Linked DNA regions of Hordeum vulgare: region 2 is linked to region 1. The links are chromatin contacts, called in public Hi-C maps. All regions are on one chromosome and are shown on one strand. Each heading gives the region's core, a stretch centred on a gene start, on an enhancer-like site or on the middle of the called end of the contact. The rest is flanking DNA. Distances are from core to core; before and after follow the strand shown.

Region 1 (6,959 bases), core at 3,253-5,752:
GGCGAGAGGGGTTGATCAAAGGTTGATTCATCTTTTGGTATGTGTTTCGGTGTAGATCATGGTGAGATTCCACATGAAAGTTTGAGCGCATGTGTACACGTGCTCCCAAATTGCTTTCCACCCAATCAATCTCGTCTACCCAAGCCAAATCTATGAGGGAGTGATTGAGTGTTGCGGAGACTATCTTTTGAAGCACAAGAGCAAGGAGTTCATCATACTACCACATATATTACCTTTTGGAGAGTAGTGTCTCCTATATTGGTTAGGTGTCTCTTGGGAGCCTCCTACTTCGTGTTGTGGAGTTGAACCAAGAAGTTTGTAATGGCAAGGAGATCACCTGTTTCGTTAAGATCTACCCCGAGTGAGGCTAGTCCTTCGTGGAAGTAAGCCATGGTGGAATAGACAAGGTTGCTTCTTCATGGACCCTTTATGGGTTGAGCCCTCCGTGGACTCGCGCGGTCGTTACCCTTCATGGGTTGAAGTCTCCATCAACATGGACATACGATAGCACCACCTATCAGAACAGCGCCAAAAATCTCCGTGTCAATCTTTGCGTTTGACCTTCCTATCCCTACCATCTATTTACATGTGCATGTCTTTACTTTCTGCTGCTATACTCTTAGACTTGCATGTGTAGGGTGTGCTTGACTTGCTACAATTGTTAAAACTTGCCCACAACTAAAATTAGGAAAAGGTTAAGTTTTATTTGGTCAAGTAGTCTAATCACCCCCCCCCCCTCTAGACATACTTCGGATCCTACAAGCTTACAACTACCACTTATGTCATCGCATGTTACTTATGAGTATACATAGTTGACTTAGGTTAACAACAAAATCACAAATGTGATGAATAGGACAAAGATTATGAAGTCATTTAGTCTACTTAGCCAAACTGACATGCAGCCTTGCGTACTACATGATTGCTCTTCTATTTGACTACGAACTTGGAGTAATAATCCCCTGCCCCGACTCACGGGCTTCTCGACCACCATGGATGCATCTCGTCCCACCCAACTACACACGACCTCCCTAGAGAACACGGGGAAGAGAAGGGGTGCTGCTGCAAAAGGCACGTCGTGGGAGTGGCTTCTTGTGTGAGTCTCGACTTGCTGGAAGGCGGTGTTGCAAGGACACACCACTGTTGCAAGTGTCATTGTGAGGTCCTAAGTAGTGCGGCGATGGCAGGCGATGATGCTACGAAAGATGGCGACCATGTTGTTGCTGCTGCAATGAGAGCAACACTGTTCTATAAGCGGCGCATTGAGTCAGTGGCGAATATTTGTGAGTGGATGGTGGCACTGCAAGGGATGTGGCGTAAGGTGAGAAGGAGATGACCCTCTAAGTCTACAAGCAACAAATGATGTCAATCATGTTGTAAAGGGGGTCGTCGTAGGTTGGTGCTGCAAATGATCAATGCCGCACAAAGGAGCAACTATCAAACATTAGTGTTGCAAAAGAGATGCGGGCTGCGAGGGCAAGAGACCCCGTGGGGGCGCATGTGATTCGAGGGTGTTTGCACGTCACAACAATTAGGGTGCTGTGAGGGATTCATGCAAAGTCATCCACCAATGCTCAACACGAGGGTGGCGTTATGACAATAACAGTGCGTGTTATTAAGATGACAATCCATGTTGTGGGGCCAAAAGTGGTGCGAGGAATGTCCATGCATTTTGTGAGCCTAGTGGCGAGGGACAACAAAGCCTGCTGCGAGAGAGGTCATTGAGTTCCCCGAGCAGCACCACAGCTGTCACAGTAAGGGAGCTGTGTAGCACGTGGGAGCTAGAAGGGAGCGGGAAGGAACAAGATCAAGCGGTTCGTGTGTTGCGTCACATAGTGCTGTAGGAGGCTGCTTAGCCCTTGCGCTACCGTCGACTGATGCTAACGTGCTACGACTTTCATGCTAGTTGCTCAATCTGTTGCTTGTTTTGCTCTAACCAGCTAAGCTACCGGAACCACTTGCCCAAAGACTCTTTTATTCATGAGTAAAATACACCCGAGGTCCTAAAAGTATTCCAAGTGTGTCAAGTAGGTGCTAAAAGTTTGAAACCGTTCACCGCAGGTCCTAAATATGTGTAAATCGTTCACTGCGGGTCCTAAAAGTATTCGAAGTGTGTTAAGTAGGTCCTAAAAGTCATGCGTAAAATACACATATAACCCGCGGTGAACGATTTCAAACTTTTAGGACCTCCTTAACACACTTTAAATACTTTTAGGACCTCCGTTGTATTTTACTTTTTCTTCATCTATGAACATCCTACTTGCAATGAAGGAGCTTGCTCAAGAATCGAGAGCCAGCTAGCCGTTCAGGGATGTCTTCTTTGCTATGGACGCTACGAAGAATAAGAAAGGGGAGCTTTGCTAGTAGTCACTAAAAACAGAGGACAGACAAGTCATTATGCAATGTAAAACCTGGATTACAGTTTATGAACGTACTACGTAGCGGCGCTGCATATATGCGTTGTCGTGCGGCACTTTCTACACACTCTCTACCACTGCCTGAGCTAGAGCTACGCTTCCTGTCATCGCTGATGCAAAGTAGTAAAGAAAAGGAGCATGCACCAGCTGTCTTGGTAGAGCATGCAGTAGTAGGCCCCTAATGCATATGTCACGTCATAGGCTTAGCTACTGCAGGCAGCCACTAATACAAACTTGCTAGCTACACTAAAAGGCCATCAGCCGCTATTCACAAAACTGTGTTGTGTGTTCTTGACTTTTTCTTACAAGGATTATCGCTGACCAAGTACGAAAATGTTTACATGTCCAGAACAAAAATTAGCTTAAGGAAAAAATTCATTTGCATTGATTTCTTCTTCTTGTATAGGTCGTTGCCAAATTTCTAACACCTATTTTCCATAGTGTTTGCCCCACTCGTCAATTTCATACTACTAAGTTGTCTTTTTTACATGAAGTTTTGTGACAAGATGTAAAACCTAGTTGCCATGCTATTTTGCCGTGCTTGCCAATTTAAAATCAAGTTGTGGCATCGTAAGCTTGTTGGAGGATTGTAAAACCTAGTTGTCATACTGTTTTCTTGCACTTACCAATTAAATTCTACCAAGTTGTCGTTTAATAAAGCATGCCGTGGCTTGTCAGACCTAGTTGTCATCATGTTTTCTTGCGCTTACTAGTTTAAAATCAAGTTCTCGTATCTAAAGTTTCTTGGAGGCTTATAAAACCTACTCCCTCCGTCCGGAAAAGACCGGACATCTAGTATTTATAAATTGTCCAAGAAAGAGTGTTAATCTACAACCCCAATGCATATTGTATTTTATCCAGCCGTCCTTAATTGACTCATGCATCAACTTGTAGCCTAGTTATTGGTCGCATGCTCATTTTAGCCCCTTTGATTTCTGCCTTAATTACTGCATGCAACCAATATTCATTTAATGGTCTTTTTTCACTGGTTGCATGCACACATGTGTCTTTCAATGTTCTGTGTTAATTAGGTCATGGGAGCAAAGTCAGCTCTTTCCTTGATCTATGTGTAAATCACTAAACGTGCAGTCTTTAGCGGACGGAGGGAGTAGTTGTCATGGTGTTTTATTGCACTTGCCAATTAAATTCTATCAGGTTGCCATTTAATAAAGTATGCCATGACTTGTAAGACCTAGTCGTCACCATGTTTTCTCACGTTTTCCAGTTTAATTGTATCAAGTTGTCATTTCATAAAAGTTTGCCAAAGGTTTGTAAAAACATAATTGCCATGGCGTTTTGTCGTGCTTGTTAGTTTGTATGTACTAAGTTGTCATATTGTTTGATAAAGCTTTCGACTTTGGTAACAATTAGTTGTTAGGGATTTTTTATTATGCTTGTCTAGCCGGTTGCCATTTTAATTCTACAATGTAGTTTGTCTTGAAATTTTGTTATGCATCTATGGGTGGCTGCACTGAAAAAATAAGATATTTTCTCAATGTCGAAAAAGAAAACAAAAAAAAAACACAATCATTACTTACTTGGTATGTTACAAATAAGAGTAGAGTAAAATCCTGAAACAAAGTAGAATAAAAAGGTTAACCGTTATGCAAGAGGGATAGTATAGAAAAAGTGAAAAGGACAAAAGGCACATGCTGTAAAGTGCTACAAACACACCATATATGTCGTGGTCCCCTAATATTTCCTCGATCATATGGCTCCCAAGCATGCGGTCCCCTTCGATCTAATTAGATAGGACCATGAACGTGACATGCAGTGGATCGAACGCTCGAACGTCCGCCCATGTAAACGCAGCCGTGCGCACGTTGTAGATTAGATTTCTCGTACAGTTTATATAATCTGACATCCAAACATGCTCACATAAATTATTTTTATAAATCAAATTATATAATCTATTTTTATAATCTAAATTATCATAATCTATTATGATTGCAAATAAGGCCTAATTATCCGTGGATGCTAAAATTGATCCAAACCCGTTCTCCAATGGGTAATTACCCGTCGGGATAGAGTAACGGGTACCCGTACCCCGTTCCGTCTTGCGTCGACGCATCCACTCGGGCGCACCGCCAGTCCGCCAGGCAGGTGTGGCGGAAACGACTCCATTTCCCAACCAACCAACCAACCAACCAAGTACCAACAGCCGCCCGTGGCCGATCCATGGCGACGGCGTCGCGGCTGCTGCCGCCCTTCCCCCCTCCAGCGGCCCCGACATCCCGCCACGCAACTCTCCGCGCCGCTCCTCGCAGCTGCAGCCTCGCCATCCCGAGCCTCCGGTGCCGCGCCTCCGCCCCAGCGGCCGTTGACGCTGCTGGCGCGCCGCTGCTGCTGGAGGACCGCGCCGGCACGGTGTCCATCCGAGAGTTTGTCACGCTCGATGAGCTCCACGCCGCCGTGCGCCTCCGCGTGCGCACCTTCTACGAGTACGCCCGCGACACTGTCGGGGCCGAGGTGATCCATCCCTTCAATCAGTCTCATATATCCATCTCTTTCCTGCTTGTGTGCCATGTGAGCTGTTAGCTTTCAGAGAAGTACCAACAAGCGAGGAGGCAACCAAAGATCTGGGTGTTCGTTTCCCGAACGATAGTGTGCCAAAATTGATCTCTTTTTGCAAACACGCAAAATCAGTCCTGGCCTCGTAGATGACACGACCTTGGAAATTGATGTACATGCATTGGTTTGTGATTATAATAATGAGAGCTTCCATTTTGCTAGTGTATACTGTTTGTTTTTTCCTTTCATCAGTTCTATGAAGGCCAGTAGTATAACCGATCCGGAATATCCTTGTATAGAAAAAAATGTTGCTGGTGTAAGTAAGATAGAGTATTTAGGAGTAACACGGTATCAATAGTACTCGTAATAGGAAGAGTGACTTCAGGAGGACTTGAACTTGACAGCCTTGTTCCCAGGATCACAATTTATGCCCTTTCTAAATCCAAGTTTTCAGTGATAATTGTTTTAAAAGAGGTGTTGGATGGTGTTAAGTTGTGAAGGCAAATTCATTCAGATATGGCCATGTTTTCATGTTTTTCCTTCGCAGGCAGAACGAAGTGTTGACTATAATTATTCTTATAGTCCATACTACTTTATTTCTGCTCAATTCACTGCCTTCTGGCCAAGTCTATTCTAAAGTTAGTAGACAGTCATCTAGTTGCAAAACGGTGCAACCTTGTTCAAAATTGCTTTCCTTCTATGTTTATAGTATGTGTGTTTTTCTTTTGAGGATTTATAGTATGTGTTTTCCTTCTATACTTTCCATGCATTTCCTTCCTTTTTTTCTTTCCCTGAATGCATCATTGAATCATCATATTTATGAATTAATAATTTAATTTTACTTATTGTCAAGTTCTATTAGGATCACAGGAAAGGTCTGGCAGAGAGGGAATATGAAGCATTACAAAATCGGATTTCTGGGAATATGATTAATTTTCGGAGAGTCTCTTGTATAAATGGGACAGTGCCACTGTTGCCATCGTTGATGCCAGCAGAGGAGCTTTGTTCAACATGCAAGGTATAATGGTAATATAGACGCTGTGCCCTTGAATAGGCACTTATTTCGGCTCTAGCTAGACCATAGAAATCTGGGTAGCAGAATCTTTTTAATTGCCCTGGCATTCTTCTGTGTTCACTTGGACATAAAACCTAAATAAGAATGATAATTGCAAACGTGCATTTTCCCTTGACTTACTTTGATTCATCTTATGATTCTCACTTGTCATGTGCAGAAAGCATAAAATGTTAATATGTCCTGTTCTTCTAGATACAATTTCCTTTGCTCATCAAAAATTAAAATGCACTTAGCCTTTCTTGGTCTCGGTATGATTTTTCGATGTGCATGTGTTTAAGTCTATGGTTGATTATATTCATTTCTAGCAGGAATAATCTGTCAATGTTAGAGGTTAACCTATGAATTCTGACATATGCAGTTTGTTGAAGATGGGGAAGAGAGAATAGTGGTTGGTAGTTTAGACCTGAATCAGTGCCTCTGGCTACCAGATGAACTGACTGGAAAGAGGCCAGGGGTAAGTTTCCAACAGATTGAGAGGGTTTACTGGATGCAACTGAAGTTCTGGAATAGTTGGTTCGATACCATTTGCAGTTCTATTGTCTAAATTTGTATTAAATGACGATTTTTATAAAGCAGTAGTTGCCATGTCAAATATCCTTATCTAATCCTGTATCTATTTAATTATATTAGTACAAACAAGATGCAAAATGCTTATTTTAATTTACTTATAATCCTTTTGTTTTGCTTTTTCAAAGATTCTTTATTTTTAATATTTATTCTGTATTAATAGGTAACTGAATCAAGCCATACACGGGCATATCTGAGCAACGTATGTGTTGCTAAGGAGCTCCAAAGATGCGGACTGGGCTATGCATTGGTTGACAAGTCTAAGAAGCTTGCTCGTCAATGGGGTGAGTTCATTTCATTTAGTTTCCTTAACGTGTTTTTAAGTATTTAGCTGATTTTAGACTATCCTTAGTTGGTACTTGGTAGTTAGATTACCTGCAACATGACAATAT
Region 2 (6,959 bases), core at 3,253-5,752, 230 kb before region 1:
CTGACATGAACGCCTCATGGAACACCGTGAAGCGGGAGATGACTGCCGGGATCTTATCCTCCTGCGGAAGGATCGTGCACCTGAAGTGCCATGTGCCAGGAACCTGTCGAGCAGAGAGTATCAATGGCAATGTTATGGCTTAGGGTAAAGACAATCCAAGGGAAAGTAGATGTAATGTACATTGTTCAAAACCCAGAGTTAATAAACTTCCACTAACAATGGCTAAACGTTTCAGTTTGGGCATGTTAGTTTCACTAAAATAATGCTAGATCTATATGTCTGAACCAATAGTATCAGTGACAACAGGCATAAAAGCACAGCACAATCTTTGTATCAAGATTGAATATTTGAATCTACTCACCTGGCCAAATCCTGATCCAGGGACAACGACGATTCCAGTCGACTCGAGGAGACGAAGAGCATAGAATGCATCAGGTGCTTTGTTAGCAGCTTTAGCAGCCTCAATTGCCTTCTGTGGCAGACAGATTTGAGGGAACACGTACATTGCTCCTTCAGCCTCGTTGCAAGTAATTCCCTCAAGTTTATTGAATGCATGCTCCAATGCCTGTGACCAAGAAAGCCGCACTAACACATTTTAGCATGTTATCAACAATGCATTTAGAGCTATGAGATATAGAACCATGGTGCACCTTCGCACGACGAGCTAAAGATGCGAGGATTCCATCTTTTTCTGCCTTGTATGAAGCGTATGATTCATCACTAGCCTGCAGAAGCCATTAATGGTGTTTATCTGAATAACTTGTATTCTCATTTAGTGTAGACATTTAAGGTGTGTCGTGCAACTGACCTTTGGTGGGTTCATGACAAGACTAGCAAGGATCTGGCCAGTGATATTGGAGCATAGGTTCACTGATGCTATTTTGTAGATCTGCTCTCTTACTGGAGCACTGAAGCCAGTAATCTCAAAGTAACCACCTCTTTTACCACACTCACCATAATATCCTGGTGGCAGCAACACAATATTTTTGGCAAACCAGCAACATTGTGGATAGAAGAATGAGCATGTCGATTGTTTTACCTACCCTTAGAAACAGATTGATATGATACTAGAGGGAGATCCTCCTCGCCGTATCCCAAGGATCTCACTATCTTCTTGAAAGAGTGGAATTTCTTGTTGTCAACATAGATGTTCTCTTGGTATACCTAGCAATAGATAAATGTCGTGAATGTTACAAACAACGGAAGCAATTGAATTAAGCAGCTCAAAGTGTGTTGTGATGCTTTGAGAGCCATTATCCCTCACCTCATCAGCTAGAAGAACAAGACCCTCATTTTTGCAGAACTTCACTATGTCATATTGGTTTTCTTCAGCAAGTACCTATAAATAAATGAATCGTCTCAATTATTGATCGTTTCTCCTTTTTAGTTATCTTAGTCACCTTCAGAATACTTTACACATATTGTAGCGCAAGAAAAACAAACATTATTTTCTAAGTTATCCCACAAATGAATGGAGAAATATATTCACTTCTAGAATACGAGAAATGCATGCATTATGAAAATATGGCGTGGACACCATAGTCACGGCAAGACAAGAAGTTTTTCAGCCCACAAAGAAAAAGATGAGCATAAACCTGTCCAGTTGGATTTCCTGGATTGATAACCACCAAAGCCCTAACGTTGATGCCTCTTGACCGAGCATCTTCAAGTTGCTTCTTAACATCAGAGGTTTCCAAACCCCAGCCCGTCGATTCATTGAGATAGTATGGGACCTGAAAGATATGCTCCCAATTCAGGATTTTGCGCTGCATGAAACATCACTATAGTAAAGTTAAACATCTTTTGCCAGGCAAACAGGGCGGGTACATACAAGAGCTCCGCCATGAAGAGCTATGGAAGCCGAGTACAAGGGGTACTGAGGAATCGGGACAAGAATGCCATCTTTCTCATTCCTTATCAGTAATTGCATCATCAGGTGCACCTAAAAAGGGAAGAGTAACATGATATCAGCGTTAACTACTTTCTGTGTGTTCATACATTGTCTAGCAATCGAAGGACAGCGTAAATTTCATACCCCAGGACTTGCTCCATCTGTGAGAAAAATGTCATCAGCATTAGCAGGGAATCCATCTCGTGAAGCGATCCCAGAAGCAATTGCATCACGAAGTCCTTTAATACCCTAGGAGAATGATTAAAAAAAAGTGAATGCAAGATTCCACATTTTTCTCCTTGCGGCAAGTAATAAACTGTGCAATGAGACGATTACCTGGCTATGGCTGTATGCTCCTGTTGCTCTTCCAGGTATCATGGCAAGAATCTGCTTTGCTCGAGAAATAGAATCAGCACTGCAACAAGCTGAAGCATCAGGTATCATATGCCACAAGTTCACGCTAAGACAAATGAATTAGTTCTAGGTATTTTTCATAATCAATCAGAAGTGGCAACACACAGCAAGTATCGATTTTTAGCACCTATAAAGTATCGGCTTGAAATGTTGCAGATTGATATGTCACACTATGGCAATACTTTTACTCCACAATTGAGCTTTTGAAATTATTCAAGTTCATTTGAACCGCAAAAAATTAGCATGATAGCGCTTGGTTAAGGGTATCCGTCACATATCCTCCCATACTAAGTTCTCCTTGCGTTTCTTTCATGCTGATGAGCTGCAATGATGTCAACATTCACCTGAACAATGTTTTGATTTCCTCTCTTTGCAACAGGTCTGGATGATCACAAAGGGCAAGAACCTGTAATATGCCATGTAAGAATCCAGCAGAACAAACTTTAAACTCTGCAGGTAAAAAATTCACATACCTCCCTGAAGAATGTAACTGGTTGCTGACCAAGAGATTGTGGGTTCCCAATGTTACAATAGAGGATCTGTAAGGGGAAAAACTGAATGAGCTAAGAAAATGTAGAACATAACAAGAAAACTATCTATAACATTAGCGTGCAGAATCTATGCTTAAGTACCTCATCAAAAGGTAGAGACCCTGGTTGAGTCTTTAGCTGTTCCTGCAAGCGCTGGAAACAAAAACAAAATTACCTGGTTAATCAATTTCTAAGTACTTAATGGCACATGAACTGGTGTCTTCCAGGAAATGCCAGGTAAGTTGCTCTGTTTTTAAAAGCATGCCAAACTACTACTAATACCGAACGATTGCTTGTCAAAAGTCAGAATAAAAGTGCAACCCACTTATCTTTTATTAGACTTGCTGAATATCTAAGAACACGACTAAAGAGTTAGCTAAACTCTGAATACAGCAGATTTCAAATTACTGAAGTAACACTTGTTGGTTACTTGAAATACCTGAGCATGGATGACAATCTCTCCACGCACAGCATACTCACATTTTAAAACCTGCAACAGTCATAAGATAATTAGCAAAGTGGCTAGGTATTAAAAGTGCACATAGTTGAGCAAGTGATGGTCAAAAATTAATCAGTGACTCAAACAAACATAGCACAGAATGCCAGTACATTCTTGAAAGTGGAAAGATAATGAACTTATAATCATGGCATGGATGTGGACGGAATGCTATACTGTCATATGACCATGTAAAGGTAATAAGACGTCCAGGTGAAAGAATATGTGCACAGAGACAAGTGGTCGGTTCACCATATGCCCTGTCACCAACTACAACATGTTAAAAAAATCCACATGTTTTGTATCCCCTGTCACCAAACTGCAACATGTGAAAATATTCACAAGTGACAAATTGGCAACTGAACCGAAAAGCATCTAGATGTCATCGTACACTCAGCATCAAGATGTCATTGTTTTATAGTGCGAAGCAAACAAAGGATGCTGACTGCCACCGTCACACAAAAAACTGCATGCCAGCAGAGCAGCTCAATAGTACTGAGATCTACCTGTTGCCTAGTTTCTCCCCTCTATTTTAGCGGAAACTGACAGCATCAAGGTAAAAACATTACACTACAGTACAGATTACACAGCTAATAACTTGTAATCAACTGCTGAATAACTCTAATTTGCAGACCAAGAGTTCATCAGTTCACTCTGAATCAAAATCAAAGCATCTCCAGATCATAAGTTTGCATAAGAAAAATCCTGGCTTTCAAGTCCAGACTGTCAGATCCAGAACACTAAAGCGGAATATCCAAGCGTATCGACCAACTAGTAGCACACAAGCGCACGACTGAATCAGAAACAAGAAACTAAGAACAGCCCGAGGAAGTAACGCCACATCAAGCAGAAGCCCCACTACCAGACTCGCAGATCAAATCAACAACCCGCCCCCGCCTCGCCGGAGCCGCCCGAGAAAAAAGAAGAGCAAGAAAGAGAAGCGTCCCTCACCTTGGGGTTCAGGTTGTCCACGGCGACGGTGGCAGCCATGGCGAGATCAACTAAGACGAAGGGGGCGGCAGAGCAGCGAGTATCTTCCGACGCCTCTAGCTGTCCGTCTATCTCTTTCCGCGGTTTTGTGGCGAGTCGGAAGGGAGAAAGGAAGGCGCTTTTATAAAGATAAAGAAGAAGGAGAGATCGGGAGGAGGCAAACAAAACAAGAAGGTGTTCACCCACAGGAAGGGAAGGAGGAATGGAAAGCGGGGGGAAGCCGCGGGATTGCGGGTGGGCCCGCGGGCGCCGCCAACCTCCAGCTGCGGTTTCGTCTCGGCCTTTGCTCTCTCACTGCCAGAAAGTGTCAGGATCTGCTGCTCCAACAAAGTCCGCCCAATCCCATTGCGTCCACGTTGAGCCTTTCTGTCATCTTATATGTGTGGGTTGCAAATTTTCCCTTTGCCTTTTTGTGCTTCCTATTGTTTGTCTTTGCTTTTCGGCTCCGTGAAAGGTTGGAGAAGGAGTTTGCTATGGCCACACACACACATGGGAAGAATTTGCCAATCCTTCTTATGTGTGCACTTACTAAATAATTGCCGTGTGTTGCAACGGAATATAAATATTTTAGTATGTTTGTTTCTGCTTTACATGCCCATATTGATGAATTGTGTAAATAAATGTTCATGAAATCATCCCATGATTTATCTATGTAAATAAAATCACTTATTTGGTAATAACTTATTGTTTTACCAAAAAAATATAGTCTTATTTGATAAGTTACTAGTACACGCGGGACAATTATTAAGATAGAGATAAGAGGGGGAGTAAAAAAAGGAGGAGGAAAAAAGTGTGTAAGGTTAGACGAATCACTCTGTCTGAGAGGAAAAGAAACATTATTCTTTTAAATAGTAAAGTGGAGATAAGGGCAACTCCAACTTCCTTCACCCAAACGGACACCACCAAATGGGAGTGTACATTTTCGAACATGTACATGAACTAAAGGGAAGAAAGGGAGGGAAAATATGCATAAGGTTAGATGAAGCACTTTGTCTTGCAGAAAAAAGAACATTAATCTTTTTAAATAATATAAGTTGAGGTAAGGGCAAATTCAACGCGGTCCCAAAAAACGGACACCACCAAATGTGAGCAGACACTTTCGAACATGTCCGTAGACAGGAATAGGGATAGAGGCCATCTAGCCGCATGCACCAAATGTCTGCTCCCATACCAATTTAAACATATGTTTCATAGTTATAAATATATGCAATCACTATAAATAAGCACAGGATGTTCAATAAGTTTTTACATCCAATCGATCCCAAAAGTTGTGAGTCATGTTGTCCACATCAAAGACCTCACTCTTCGGTTGGTCGAGTCTCCTCTATTTCGATGAAGTGTTTCAACATGCTCGCGCGGTAGGCTAGGATAATCTTCGTTCCTTCAGGGTCGAAGTCCGACGTCTTCACGAGCAACATTTTGGAGCCCTCGCAAGTAGCCTTGATCTCAAGGTTATTCTCTTGGAGCTTGAGCTTCTTGTCTTGCATCTCCATGAAGATGTCAAAAGTCTTCGCCTTTTTTCATCCTTCACCTTACTGCACCCGACACATGCCACCTATGTCTTCTTCATGATGACCTATCCATCATCTTGGTAGCCGCCCCAACTCGCTTCTCCTTCACCTCCTGCCACTTCATCCCCTAGTTCCTAATCACCTTCTTGGGTGGAGCAAAACCATCTTGTGTTGGAACAGTTGGATCACCGCCTTCTTCATCGATCATGGTGGTCGTGAAGAAATTGGCAATAGCAAACAACAATGCATACATATGAAGTGATCATTCTCCATCTTTGTGTATAATGTGCACGCACATAGAAGCTCGCAAAGGAAGACAATGTGTGGTCAACAAGTTGAGATAATCCACAAATCAGTGAATGATCAACACATAAAGCAACATGCCACAAGACCTATGAGCTCTTGTAGTGCCGCACCACTTGGGCATCGGGTTCTCACTTGATTTTAGAAGACGCAAAATTTGTATGTGCTCTTATATGGTTACCATCGACTGGTGGGCAACTTTGTGTTGCGTTGACGGATCACTTCCTTGTGGCAGGGATCGTAGTGCTTTTTCTCGTGAAACCAAACATGCACGCTATGCCACAACGCCGAGCCCCTTTGCTTCATGCCTTGAAATGCGTCCACACTACATGCCAACCATGCCTCGCAAAACAATTCATCCTCCTACAAGGAGAAATTTAGTCACCTTTGTTTCTTCTTGGGTCGTCGCCCGGCACCCATGGCTCGCCTGAACTCCGGATCCATATCCGCCTACTAGGTGTCCAGCTGTTGGGTACAAGCTTGTTTGGAGTCTGGTTGCGACTGTTCCTTCGGCTAGGAGTCATTACTTATTCATCTTTGCGTCCGCCATTTGTCGTGGATAATGTAAATCATCGCCTGGTCAAATGTCGTGATCCCGCTAGGTTGACGTGTTCTTGTAAACAATGACCCGACTGTTGGTGAATGTTGCATGGGAAACAAAAAAAATCCTACGCACACGAAGACCTATCATGGTGATGTTCATCTACGAGAGGGAGATTTGATCCACATACCCTTATAGATCGCTCAGCGGGAAGCGTTAAGAAACGCGGTTGATGTAGTGGTACAGCTTCGTGATTCAAATCATCGTCGTCCCACGATCTGTT

What was found. Hi-C and Micro-C count contacts between places; a contact is called where the count stands out from the background.
Region 2: a contact with region 1 is called in a Hi-C map of leaf, with 5 times the contacts expected there. The contact joins the promoter of LOC123424419 here to the promoter of LOC123424404 in region 1. A contact is called at or near these places in 4 of 6 Hi-C or Micro-C datasets (leaf and seedling) and 1 of 1 datasets of contacts at active chromatin or transcription factors (embryo).

Annotation. Positions count from the first base shown.
Region 1 is chr1H:65,929,145-65,936,103 of MorexV3_pseudomolecules_assembly, reverse strand. It overlaps LOC123424404, which reads left to right and starts at 4,502. Exons shown (of 4, transcript XM_045108025.1): 1 at 4,502-4,883; 2 at 5,788-5,943; 3 at 6,731-6,851. The coding sequence starts at 4,593.
Region 2 is chr1H:66,156,193-66,163,151 of MorexV3_pseudomolecules_assembly, reverse strand. It overlaps LOC123424419 (alanine aminotransferase 2), which reads right to left and starts at 4,502. Exons shown (of 15, transcript XM_045108034.1): 1 at 4,283-4,502; 2 at 3,275-3,325; 3 at 2,938-2,988; 4 at 2,779-2,844; 5 at 2,650-2,711; 6 at 2,228-2,306; 7 at 2,036-2,140; 8 at 1,832-1,942; 9 at 1,596-1,733; 10 at 1,265-1,339; 11 at 1,044-1,164; 12 at 809-963; 13 at 651-725; 14 at 362-565; 1 more. The coding sequence starts at 4,321.